2 separate regions of the Ovis aries genome follow, and region 1 is linked to region 2. A link is a contact called in public Hi-C data. All regions are on one chromosome and are shown on one strand. Each heading gives the region's core, a stretch centred on a gene start, on an enhancer-like site or on the middle of the called end of the contact. The rest is flanking DNA. Distances are from core to core; before and after follow the strand shown. Region 1 holds the start of STC2 (stanniocalcin 2). Region 2 holds the start of ATP6V0E1 (ATPase H+ transporting V0 subunit e1).

Region 1 (6,361 bases), core at 2,717-5,216, 270 kb before region 2:
GATGGGGTGATTAAAGCATGTGGTTGCAAGGAGGAGACTGTCTAAATCTGTATTAACTTACTTGCTAAGGAAATTGAGGAGAAGGTGGAAGACCCGGTGTCCGTGTCTTTGAGCCTGGAAGAGAGGAGAGTCCACTATTTGGACAAGCAGTTCCCTCTCTGACCATAAGGTGGTGCCATCAGTCCAGACAGTCGGGTGCCCAAGGGGGCGTGGCTTGCAGGAGGAGGAGCTCTACACGTGGAAGCCACGTTTTCCACTCTGGCTTTGGAACCAGCCACCAAGTATTAACATCAACCTACACAACACTGCCTCATCATTCAACAACTTCCCATCCTCCAAGGCACCACCTGCTCATACGCAAGTAAGAACATCCTTCTAGGCATAGCAATCCACATCAAGATTCCAACTAATTACTTACCATTCCTCTCATCCATCCCTTCCTTCAGTGTCAGCTTTGGGCCGCTGACCTTTTCCTAACTCCAAAAGGGAATCTAGTCTAAGAGCGTCCTGGAGTTTCAACCTTAAACCCCACCAGGATGAGATAACAAAATCTTCTCTGGTGAGCACAGATTTATTCACAAAGGCCCTGCAACCAGGCCCCAAACGTCCTTGACAGCTTTATCTTGCATTTGAATACCAAACTGGGCAACTCCTATTCCTTATATGAAATGCACCACGTCCTCTCTGTTCATTTACCCCTGATGGTCTTCCCTCCTATGATACCCTCTGTTCCTTTTCTGCTTGTCAGTATCCTCTCCCCTTTCAAACTTAAACCCGAATTAACACCCTCACTGTTTGGTTTTAATTGGTGAATTAGAGTGAGAAAGGAAAACTTGGGTTCCATGCATTAACCACAGAAGCCCCCAGATGTCACGAAGGGAGCCTGCCTCATCCTTCCCACTGCCAGTTGGGCCTTAAACTGAGAAGGAGGGCCCATCCAGCCAAGAACACTTGCTGAGTCTCAGGGCAATACCAGCTGGACTGTCCTTACATCTCCAAAGGCTCAGTTCCCACCGAGTGAGAGACCAAATCTGCAAGCACAATGCATGGTCCATTGTCTGTCCCCCATTCATGTTTCCTTTACAGTAATAATATCATTATTACTGCCCCTTACCTACTCCCTATTGTCACCAGCCACAGGCTGCCAAACCAGGCCTGGGTTATAAGGCTAGAAGGAGAAAGGGAAGATCACAGCACAGTCACCAGCCTGAGCTCTTCTCCCTACTCTGACCCCAGGCCCGTGGCCTCGACTGGTAATCCCAGTACACTGCCTCCTGCTTCTGCAGAATTTTCTCAGCCCTGATGGGACAGACTGGGATGGGCATTCTTCTCTGGATGTCTGGCTCTGGCCAAGTAGTCTGAATATAAAACTCTTAAGAACTGGTAACTGCACTTGATATACCTCAAATCCAACTACCGCTTTTTTTTTTTTTTTTTTAGTTCTAAAAGGGGCAGGTGGCTCAGGTAGGAGACACGAATGTCCCCTGTGAAACTGGAGCAAATAGCATCAAGATGAATTTTTCTATTATGCAGGTCCTCTGAGGGCAGTCCCAGGGCCTTGTGGTGGCAAAAGGCTGTGCCCCAGCTCTGGGAGGCAGGAGCCCAGAGACCTGCATCTGCCTGACCCCTGCTCCAGGTGGTGGCCCAGCCTTCTAACAAGAAGACTCAGACTGTCTACATCCCACAAAGGTGGGCTTGCTCCCACCCACTAGACCTCTCCTGTTTGTGTTGCTCAAAGAGCCAAGAGACCAGATGCCCTTTTTAATGCCAGTATTACTCATGTTCTCACCTACAAAAGAGGCTCTCCGAGGAAAGAAAGCCTACCCAGGAAATTCAGAGGCTTATGGACTTCGTGGGAGGCCAGACTGCGGTTGTTTTTTTGTTATGTTTTGTCTCTTAAGAATCTACAGGAGATAGTGTTTCATAAACTAATAAAGGAAATAAATACCCAAACAAAAACAGAGTGGGGAGTGCGCACCATCTATTATTAATATAATGGACTTGTACCCCACCTCCTTCCCCCAAAAACTCTTGAGGGAAGATGTAATTGTTATGGGAATCATGGGCATGAGTGGTCAGTTTTTTGTCACGATGCAGACTCAGACCTTCAAAGTGACCCTTTCTTGGGGTTCTGAAATCGGGTGGGGACGGTGGACAGCAGCTAGCCCCCAGGCGCTGCAACCCCTTGAAGGGCCTACTCGAAGGTGCCTTTCCCACCGGTCCTATCATTCCTCCCACCTCTGGGCCGCTGGACGCTGGACAGCCGCAGCCACTGGTCCCACCCTGCCCGCATCCCCGTTCCTAACGCCCTCCTGCATCCGGCATCCGGGACCTTGGGAGGGGAGCTTGGGAAGTCGAACGGCTGAAGAGGACGACCTGGCCCCGGCGTCTCCGCACCCCTTCCCCCAACCGTGTCAAAAGGCTGCCCCAACGAGGCGCTCGGTGCGCCCCGCCGCGGAGACCCAGAGCCGCGTCGCCGCGGGCAGCGGGTGATGAAACCTCCGGGGCGCATTACCGCAGAGGGCTCGGGCTGGGAGCGGGGCGGGGGCGGGGGTTGGAGCTGGTACCCAAGCTCACCTGTTCTCCTGCAGGAGGGTGGAGACGGCGGGGGAGGGGCGAAAGCGCGTCACCCGGGGTGAGCGGCGCAGCGCTCGCGTCCCCGCCCTCCCCCTGCCCTACGAGCCCCCGGCGCTGCGCCGTCGGACTGACGGTGCCCGGAGCAGTTCCTGTCCCCGGCCTCGGCGCGGGGGAGACGTGAGCGTGCACACGTACACACACAGCGGGGGAAGAGGCGCTCCCAGCGGCGCCCAACTTTCTCCCTGCTTCCGCAAGCCGTGGGGGAGAAAGCAGTCGAGGGCAACCCAGCCCCGGCTGTGCTTGGGGAGGGAGCTTGAACAAGAAAGCAGAAGAGATGGAGAGAATTTCCTCGGGTTCTGCTTTCAGGCTTTGGGGATTTTTTTTTTTTTTTTTTTTGACCTTTTCCATCCGATGAATGAAGAGTAAAAGGAACACAGAACGCGGCGGCGAGTAGCGCTTTGGGAAAATGGAAGAGTGTGTTTGGAGACGCGTAAAGTTGCCTTTCAAGCTCCAGCCTCTGGGGCACGCGATGCTCCGCCGCGGGCTGACTCAGGGCTGCCCGGGCCTCCCTGCCACCCGCCTGTAAATGATGCAAGTCCAGTCTCTCACCTGGATCCCTGCAGCCCAGCCCAGAATCCGTCTGGACTGAGGGAGGGGCAAGAATCTGACACTTAAGGTGTGGCAAGGCCCACCACAGCGGGGCGAAAAGAGGAAGATAGGGCAGCCGCTCAGGCAGAGTCCTGTATAGCGCTTCTGCTCCTATCCTAAAATAGTTTGGAGGATTTTTTGTTTTTAATGCAAAACATCACACCGCCAGGAATTCCCATCTGTGCCCAGCTTGCCCCCAGCACCACTGTGTCCAGAAAACTTCTCCAATCTGTCAAGGCCTCGGGGCTAGGAATCTCAACTAAATTACAAAAGGCAGAAAGAGGAAACTTTCCCAGCCCGTTGCGGGTGTGAAGCGAGCCAGGAGCCCGAGGGGGTTGGGGGGGGGTGGGTGCGGGGAACGCTGTCCCAGCGCAGACCATCCCCTCTCGCCTTTCTTTAGCTGCAACCGGAGCTGGGATTCGCTTTTAGTTAAGTCCGTTCGGCCATTGCCTTGGAGCACCCGCACACGCGCATGTATCTCCGGCCGCGCTCTCACACACTCACACATGCACGCAAACGCGTGGCCGTCGCCAGGTCGGCAACTTTGTCGGGCGCTCCCAGCGGCGCTCGGCTTCCTCCTGTAGTAGTTGGGCGCAGGCCCCGCCTCCCGGCCGTGTTGTCAAACGGGCGGGGGTCTCGGATTGGTCCAGCCGCCGGGACAACACCTGCTCGACTCCTTCATTCAAGTGACACCAGAGCTTCCAGGGATATTTGAGGCACCGTCCCTGCGATTGCCCGGCACTCGCGGCGCTGCTAAAGGCCTGGTCACATGCTCTCCGGAGAGCTACGGGAGGGCGCTGGGTAACCTCTATCAGAGCCGCGGCCGCGAGGAGGGAAAAGGCGAGCCGGGAGGAAGAGTGGGAGGAGGAGGGGAAGCGGCGGAGGAGGAGGAAGAGGCGGAGGGGAGCACAAAGAATCCAGGTCTCCGGGCTGGAGGTTTACACCAAGAACCATGTGTGCCGAGCGGCTGGGCCAGTTCGTGACCCTGGCTTTGGTGCTGGTTACCTTCGATCCAGCTCGAGGGACCGACGCCACCAACACCCCCGAAGGTCCCCAAGACAGGGGCTCCCAGCAGAAAGGCCGTCTGTCCTTGCAGAACACAGGTAAGTGCGTGCGCCCCCGCGGCGGGGAGCTGCGGGGAGAAGACATACCGCACCCACGCAGCGCGCCCCGGGCGCTTCGCCCAGAACTGGGCGCCCACCCTGGGCTGTGCAAACTCTTGGGGTGGAGCGGGGCGTGAAGAGGAAAGTGCGCGGCAGAGCAAGGTCCACACCGGGCTCCGCGAGCCCGGAATCCGCACGTGCTGGCCGGGTGATGAGATGGCTGGGGCAGGACTTGTTGCTGTCCTCCGGGGGTCGAGGGTAAAGGAAGCACCGCATGACGCGGCCAGGGTCGGCTCCAGCGTCCCCGGACGGGTTCAAACCTCCCTGCTCCATCCTAACCGGCTTGCAGGAGGCACGGAGCGTCCCCGCTACCGGGCTGCGCCCTGAACCGAAGAACTTCTCTACCCAGCCGGCGGGACTACTTCTCCCCCTCCTCAAAAGATGCCCGACATCCAAGAACTTTGTAGGCGAGACAAATTGCATGGCGAACTTTCCCCCTTGTGGGGCATTCCTTTCGGAACGGGCAGGGGCGGGTGGAGTAAAGCGTACCTCTGCGGTGCCGCCTCCGTCCCCGGCTCCAGAGCAGGTCAGCAAGAGAAGAAATGGTGACACGGCCCGAACCGTGCGCCGCAGCTGCTCGACCTGCTCTCCGTTTACCCGCGAGCTGCCAAGCACGACCAGGCGTGCAGGGCACGGGGCTGGCCCTTTTCCCAGCCCCCGGGAGAGGAAGAAAATCTGCCTAGCGCTTCTGCGCTCTTCACGGCCCTCCCTTTATTAAGGGGGCCTGCGAACCCGGCGGTGCCGTGCGTGCGTTCACCGCACGAGCAGGAATGCACGAGTGCCCATTAGGGGCGCCGGGAGCGAGTGAACCGCGGCCCTGCGCGCTCCGGGCCGGCGCGCCGGGGCCGCGCATGGGACCGTCCGGGAGTCTCCCATCTCCACAGGCGGATGCCAGCACCCCCAGCTCGCTCCCCGCTCGTCCTAGGAATCTCACCCACCTTTCCCCTCCCAGAGATTTCCCTGAGAATCAAACGTGATTTTCGCTAGTTGGTGACTCTCAGCAAATACACGCCCCTCATTCTCTCGGCAAATTTAATCTGAATGCGGATTATCTCCTCCGACCCGCCCTTCTTCCAAAATATACTCTTCTGGTGTAATTTTGTGGTTGGTTTAAGTCAGGGAATTGGGGGGGGGGGGGGAAGGGAGAGAGGCTGTGCAGCCTGACAGTTAACTCCCTCTCAGCCTGTCCTTTCAGAGACTCGAATTGGGGCCACATTCTGCGAAGGAGGGCAGCGGACACCCGGGTCGCGAGAAGTCTAGGGTATTAAGCGACATCTCACCCCAGATCTCTATTAAAAAGGAACCTCGACCTGCCAAGGTTGCGTTTCTGCAGACTAACCCCTATCTGACTCGACTCCTGAGCCTGCTTGCAAGCAAACCGCAGTTTCCCTAGCCTGGTATTTTTAATGCGAATGGTTTGGAGGCGCTGCCTTAATAGGAATTTTGTTTTGATTTTTAGGTGTTGAATCATAAAGCTAAATTGAAACTGCTTTCTGGACTCTCTCATTTGGGGGTCAGGAAGGAAATGGCCGTGATTTAATAGCAGCAGCTTCATCCAAGTACAGAAGAGTATTTCATTGATGAAGGACAGAAGGGAAAGACCAAGCTAATGGGTTGAAATTTTATTTTTGCCAGTGGGTTTAGAAAGCTGAAATATCTTCAGCTGTCAAACTAAGTATTCCCACAAATACTTTAATAAGGTGAAAAGGATGAAAAAATGGAGTGTTCTGACCTAACTTCTCTTGTGACTTTTGTGATGTAGGTCTGGCTAATTTTTACAAATATTTACATATACTGGTTATCTTCATAAGTAGATTAAGTAATGAAATTTTATTTCCTTGGTTTTTGGATCCCGAAACAGTCATTTCTAACACTTTTTCTTAATTTTCCTTTTAGTCATTACTTTTATTTCAACCAGCCTCTCTTTCCATTCCCCAGCATGGCAGAGAATTTTGTATATGATTGCATGTAAT
Region 2 (6,298 bases), core at 3,294-5,793:
GATCTCTTCCCATCTCCATTTCTTTCTGAAAAAGTTAAACCTGGATCTTTGAGCAGTTGAACTCTGACATTTTAAAAAATTGAACTTGTGATATTCTTTTCACTTTCTCTTTCTAAAGGCTCCCCTATGAAATCTCCTACTCCCGAAAAGCTCCGCCACTTTCATCCCTCAGATTTGTCGTCATCTTGCTCATACCGCCCCTGCACCTGCAGTCACCAACTGAGAAGGATTAGTTCTTTGTTTTTTGGCTGCTCTGGGTCTTAATTGCAGTATGCGGGACCTAGTTCCCTGACCAGGGATCGAACCTGGGTAGCTTGCATTGGGAACATGGAGTCTCAGCCACTGGAACACCAAGGAAGTCCTTAACACCTTTAAGCCACGCCCATCATCTGTAAGAACGATTTCCAAATATGGCATCTCCACACCCCACAGAATACGCGAGACTATCTCCTCGAAGGCAAGGAGCAAACCAATATGGCATCTCCACACCCCACAGAATACGTGAGACTATCTCCTCGAAGGCAAGGAGCAAACATCACAACTCCTATATGTGATGACGTTTAACTTATCCTTTAGAAATTCTGTGTGTGCCTGTGTGCGTGTGTGTGTGTATACATACATATACACACACATATATATTTTCCCCCCTTTTGGTTAATATATTGGCTTGTCCATTCACTCATTCAACAGACTCAGGGTCCTGCATGTACCAGGCTCTGGAGAGAGAGGAGAAAATAAAAGGGATGACGTTTAGCAACAAAAAGGCTCCTGGTGAGAGGGTATCAGGTTCAAAGAGGACAGAGGCCTGTGTGACTGAGCACAGCAAGGAGAGCCTGGCAGAAGTGAGGTCAGAGGTACCTTACAGCCTCTGAAAGGAAAAGGGAAGCTATTTGGGAGGGATTTGAGGAAAGGACTGACAAAATGGGGCTTCCCTGGTGGCTCAGATGGTACAGAATCTGCCTGCAATGCAGGAGACTTGGGTTTGATCCCTGGATTGGAAAGATCCCCTGGAGAAGGGAATGGCAACCCACTGCAGTATTCTTGCCTAGAGAATTCCATGGACAAAGGAGCCTGGTGGGCTACAGTCCACGGGGTTGCAAAGAGTCAGATCCAACCAAACAGCTAACAACACTGACAAAATCTGATCCAAACTGTAATAGGATCTCTCTGCAGGGTGAAAACAGACTTGGGAAGAGGAAGCCAGGGGAAAAGCAGAAAAACCAGTTAGAGGAGAGTTGCGCTAATGGACCAGCCTGGTAGCAGTATGGGTTGTGAGAACTGGTCAGACTCTAGATACATCCTGAAGGCACATTCTGCAGCAAAATATGTACCTCATACATTAAGCTTATAATATAATGCATACATAAATAGGCATTAAGGTTGCACTACCGAATTTTAATGGTTTCATAATAAAAATGTTTGAAGGTCTATAAAATCAAGTTCAGCTTCTCACTTGTCATCAGTTCGCTCCATTCCTCCTTCTCACCCCTCTACCTTCAAACAGCATTTCACTCCTGAACGTGGGTGCCCTAGTGTCCCCAAAAGCATTATGTTTGTTTATCCTCCATCCCAAGCTCCGGTTCATCTCCTTTCATTCCCCTGCCTCAACCCAGAATCCCTCCCTCCATCTTCCTCTTCCCCAAAAGACCACCTCAGAGAATGGGAACAGCTGAGGCCCCTTTGTACTATTCATTGGACATTGGAGAGCAAAAGGTCCCTCGGGGGAATTCCCTGCTGGTCCAGTGATTAGGACTCCGAGTGCCCAATGTGCTGGGGAACTAAGATCTTGCAAGCTCAGAGGTGTGCCATGGCCAAAACGCACAAAAATATCAGCTCCTGATGTGCTTTTTTTCTGAGTTATGGTCTGCTTAAGTGTTTAGGGGTAAAGTGTCACAACCACTGCAACGTGTGCTCAAATGGTTCAGCAAAATTATGTATGTATGTATGCACACCCGGATTCAGAGACAAAATATAAAGCAGATATGAGTGTTAACATTATTGAATCTAGGTGGTGTTACATAACACTTACACTGCTCTCTTCTTCTGTATGTTTACCAGTGTTATGTCTGAGAAAACTGGAGCCGTGAACCCTTGGCACACTAATCCCCGTGCTCTGTCGCCACCCCTCCCACCCTGCACCACCTGAAGTTTTTAGAGAATCTCTGGATTCCTAGAGGACAGTGGGAAATCATAAAGAATAGGAATGGTTAGGAACCAGCATTCCAGGTACAGACTTCGTTGTATTCCGCCCTTTTTCAGGTGCAGAAAAGATGACAGTAAGGGGCTTGCTGTAGGTTACACACAGACTCAGAAGACCTTTTTCCCTTTCGCCCCCGTTTTCCCCCCATTTCTCGAGGTCCTGAAATCCTCCTAATGACCCAAGCTTCTGCATTTTGACATGCAGGGATCTCAGAGAAGAAAATTTAACAGCAAAAACTCCTTTCTCTCCTTCTCACACAGCACCTTTACTCATCTCCTTAATGAAGATGTTTTCAATTCTTCAAATCAGAAATGCTCTTCTGCATTAAAAATTCACCATACTCCTTGAAGCAATTCAGCCCCTCCGTTTAAAAAAAAAAAAAATTATCTGCAGTCTTTTCAGGAGGTAAATGAGAACCAATAATAATTTAGTACTAACATTTCCTTTACAGTGAGGAAATAGGAACATGGAAAAGTTAAATTATCCAAGGTCATAGGGATCATCCAACTGGGAGCAGTGTTTCTCAAAGTGTACTACAGTAACTCCTAGGAGACACCTTGTGTTTTAAGACCTGTCCGATCCTGCCAAGAGCAGGAAATAACAAGGGCTGGGGTGGAGGCTATGAATTAAATCCAGATAACATATTACTAGCAGGTCAAACCTGAATCGTAACACTAGGACTACAAGCTGAGTAGCCCATGGACCACAGAAGGCACTTCATTACTCTGGGTAAGAGCAATGGCATCAAGGCCCAAGGCTGGGCACAGTGGGTCCCAAACGGGGAGCTTCAAGAAAGAAGTGGTCAGCGCTACCAGCACATTAATAAATGCTTTCTGAGCATGGAGGCTGGAAAGACAGTGGGTAAGGGAAGAGCTGAACACAGAATCACAACAAAAGAGCACTTTGTTGTTCCCTAACTCTAGCAGGAGAAACAAGTCCAAGGAATTAAATCTGGTTAGCACAAATTGTTCTAATAACCTGAGAATTCTCATCTATTACAGGCTGGAAAGATGACCCTACATAACTGATGCCATCTGAGGAGGGGAGAAGAGGGGAGCAGAATGGGTGGACCTCATGCCACCAGATGATAAATTCACCTACAGTTTTTACTTTTTAAACAAATTATGATTTACTTGTAAGCTAAATGAAAGGAACGGGTCTAACACAAGTTTATTCCAGACAGTAAAAGCGGCTCAGGGCACAAACTATTAAGTAAGAGCATTTTCTTTCCTTTAATAAAGGCAACAGATCACTCAACAACCCTTCAAGCCTATGCATGTAGAGCACTGTGAAGTCACCAATTAGTTCCAAAGAATAAAACAAGAGATGGTGTTCCCCAAAATCTGTGATTCATAATAAGCTTCACCCCACATGATCTTGCCGCTGAGAAAAAATGACTAAAAGGCAAAGAGGAACCAGAAAGAGGGTTTCCAAAGCTCCTTTGAAGATAAGACTATTTCATACCATAATAAAAAAAAAGTTTACTTACAAAACAGATAAAGCTCTATTTCACAAAGAAGCCGGGGGAGCGGGGGGGGGGGGGAGTCTTTCTTAACCAATCATTCTAAGAGCTTGTTATACACAAGTGCGGGAGCGCCCTTCGAAAGGTATGACGCAGGGGTTTCTTAACAATACCTCCTGCGCTTTGGTCATTAACCTCGCTCCAGATCAAGCCCCAACTCGCTCCTGGCGCCCACTAGATGCAAGGCCTGGGCTCAGCGCTGCGGCACAAGGGTGTGCTGTGCAACTGCGACAGCCTGTGAGGCAGAGAGGTCAATTTCTGTTTTATTTATTTGATCCGTCCCTTTAAAGTGTAGGCAAACGAGGCCTCATTTGGGTAGACAGCGGGGCTAGGGCGACAGCCGTCTTGGTGACGAGCCCCAACTTCTCCTCGAGGAGGGATACGTCCATTTCCGACGGCACCCTCCCCACACAGGGACGTGAGGAGAAAAAATTCCCTCAAAGCCACCGGAGGCCACCCTCCTCAGTTCGGGCTAGGAGACACTGAGGCTGCCGCGACAAGGAAGTCGGGGGGCTGCCGAGGGGTGGGGGGCCGAGGCCTGACTGCAGGGCGGGATCACCCGGGCAAGGTCTCCGACCGGCGCCGTCGCCCCTTTCCCCGCCCGGCCCGGCGGGTTCTCACCGCGCTTCCCTCCGCAGGCAGGCCTGGCGCACTTACCCCCGGTTGGGACCCTTAGGGATGAACCAGGGCACCAGGAAGCCGACGATGCCCCAGAACACGCTCATCACGATGAGAGGGACCGTGAGGCCGGTATACGCCATGGTTGCTGCGGGAAGCGCCAGCCCCGGGCCCGCCGCCGCACTCGGGTCCCACCCGGAAGTGTCAACCCCGGCCGCGGGACCTGCGCGCGCAAAGGCCCGCCCCCCGCGTCCCCACGTGACCGCGCGCGGGACTCCGCCCCGTCCTCCGCTGGGAGACCGCCCGGCTGTTGCTGTGTAAAACACTCTGGAGCCCCAGAGCTAGAGATGTGTCGTCAGGGGCTCAGCAAAGTTTTCAGATAAGAAGGTGACCCTTATAAGAAAAGTGTAATTATTTACAGCCTTATCTTCTTATGCAACAAGCATATATAGAGAACTTCATCGTAAGTTTCTGTTCAGAATTCTGTGTGGTAGCCACTGGGTCATGAGCTTTAAGTGCTTGAGTTTCGTTTTGAACACCTCACGACAGCCTATGACGCCGTTTAATTATTATCCCCACTTTGCAGGTGAAGAAACTGAGGCCCAGGAAGGAGGTTAAGGATCTTGCTCAGGGTCATATAGCTAAGTAGCAAAACCAAGATTCAACCTTTGTTGGTGTGATTTTCAAGGCCAGTGCTCTTAACTGCTGCCGTACTGAATGACGTGGACTGTGCCAGGTTTGGAGGCTTACAGGAATCAGACACACCTACCCACAGGGAGTTCACAGGCTGGTGAAAACACGGACTTTGAGCAGGCCACTGAATGCAGTGTGAAGGTAGGTTGGACCACCGTGCATGACTTTTCCACCCCAAGCCAGTCTTGAGCTGAGCCTTGAAAGAGGAGTAGGGATTAGCCAGGGTAGTAAGAAGAAGGTAACAAGGAATTTCTGATGCTTGCCAAGGATTTGCACACATGTTCAGTGTATGTGGGGCTTCCCTGGTGGCTCAGAGGTTAAAGCATCTGCCTACAATGCTAGAGACCTGGGTTCAATCCCTGGGTCGGGAAGATTCCCTGGAGAAGGAAATGGCAACCCACTCCAGTATTCTTGCCCGGAGAATCCCATGGACAGAGGAGCCTGGTGGGCTACAGTCCACAGGTGGCAGAGTCGGACACGACTGAGCGACTTCACTTTCACTTTCAGTGTATGTGACAACCTTGTAACAGGAAGAACGTAATTCTCAGAGAAGTTGATGGAGCTTTCAGGCAAAAGCAAAATGGAAAGCAAATCTAAACCAACCCAGTGTGCTTTACCCTGGACCATGATTTCCCTGTGATAGTCACGTTTCCCTCCCTTGAATTACCTCCTGGTTTCCTTCCTCATTCAACTAGAATGAATTCTTGGATTAAAGGGGAAGTTGGACCAAAGATCTGTGACATCTCTTCAAACATGATTTCAAACCTTTACCTGAAGGACCAGGTAGGAAACTAGTTGGTCTCCTGTGTGCTCATCCTGCCCCTTCCCAACAACTCGGTCTCAGCAGAAATTCTGTTGTTCTTAAGTTCCATTCCAGGCACCACCTTCACAAGACCTATTTCATTCTGTTAATGCATGTCTTGTGGCCTTGTACTTGTTTGTGTGTATAAATCAACCAACCCTTTAGTAGAGGGCAAACTCCTTGAGAATGGGCGCTGTTTACCAGATCTGTCTGTCTTAGAAGCATTTGATGCCTAGAATGTGCTCAATAAATATTTATACAACTGCAATGAATAGTTAAAAAAGGGTGACATCAGCCAGAACTAAATTAGAGAAAAAAGCTTGGTCTTTCTTCCCATTTCTTTTTTTAAAAGCTTATTTCTCATTGTGGCATACAAATATACGTAACATGAAACATACCTTCTTAACCATTGTTAAGTGTACAGTCCGGTAGTGTTAAGTATCTTCACATGGTTGTGCACCAG

What was found. Hi-C and Micro-C count contacts between places; a contact is called where the count stands out from the background.
Region 1: a Hi-C map of hypothalamus shows a contact between it and region 2, with 3 times the contacts expected there. The contact joins the promoter of STC2 here to the promoter of ATP6V0E1 in region 2. A contact is called at or near these places in 3 of 16 Hi-C or Micro-C datasets (hypothalamus, muscle and tail adipose tissue).

Annotation. Positions count from the first base shown.
Region 1 is chr16:5,169,793-5,176,153 of ARS-UI_Ramb_v3.0, reverse strand. It overlaps STC2 (stanniocalcin 2), which reads left to right and starts at 3,966. Exons shown (of 4, transcript XM_027979996.2): 1 at 3,966-4,328. The coding sequence starts at 4,178. It overlaps LOC121816790 (a long non-coding RNA gene), which reads right to left and starts at 2,611. Exons shown (of 5, transcript XR_006056482.2): 1 at 2,578-2,611.
Region 2 is chr16:4,901,302-4,907,599 of ARS-UI_Ramb_v3.0, reverse strand. It overlaps ATP6V0E1 (ATPase H+ transporting V0 subunit e1), which reads right to left and starts at 4,543. Exons shown (of 4, transcript XM_004016871.4): 1 at 4,380-4,543. The coding sequence starts at 4,483. LOC132657908 (a long non-coding RNA gene) reads left to right here and starts at 4,624. Exons shown (of 2, transcript XR_009596708.1): 1 at 4,624-4,803; 2 at 4,927-6,298.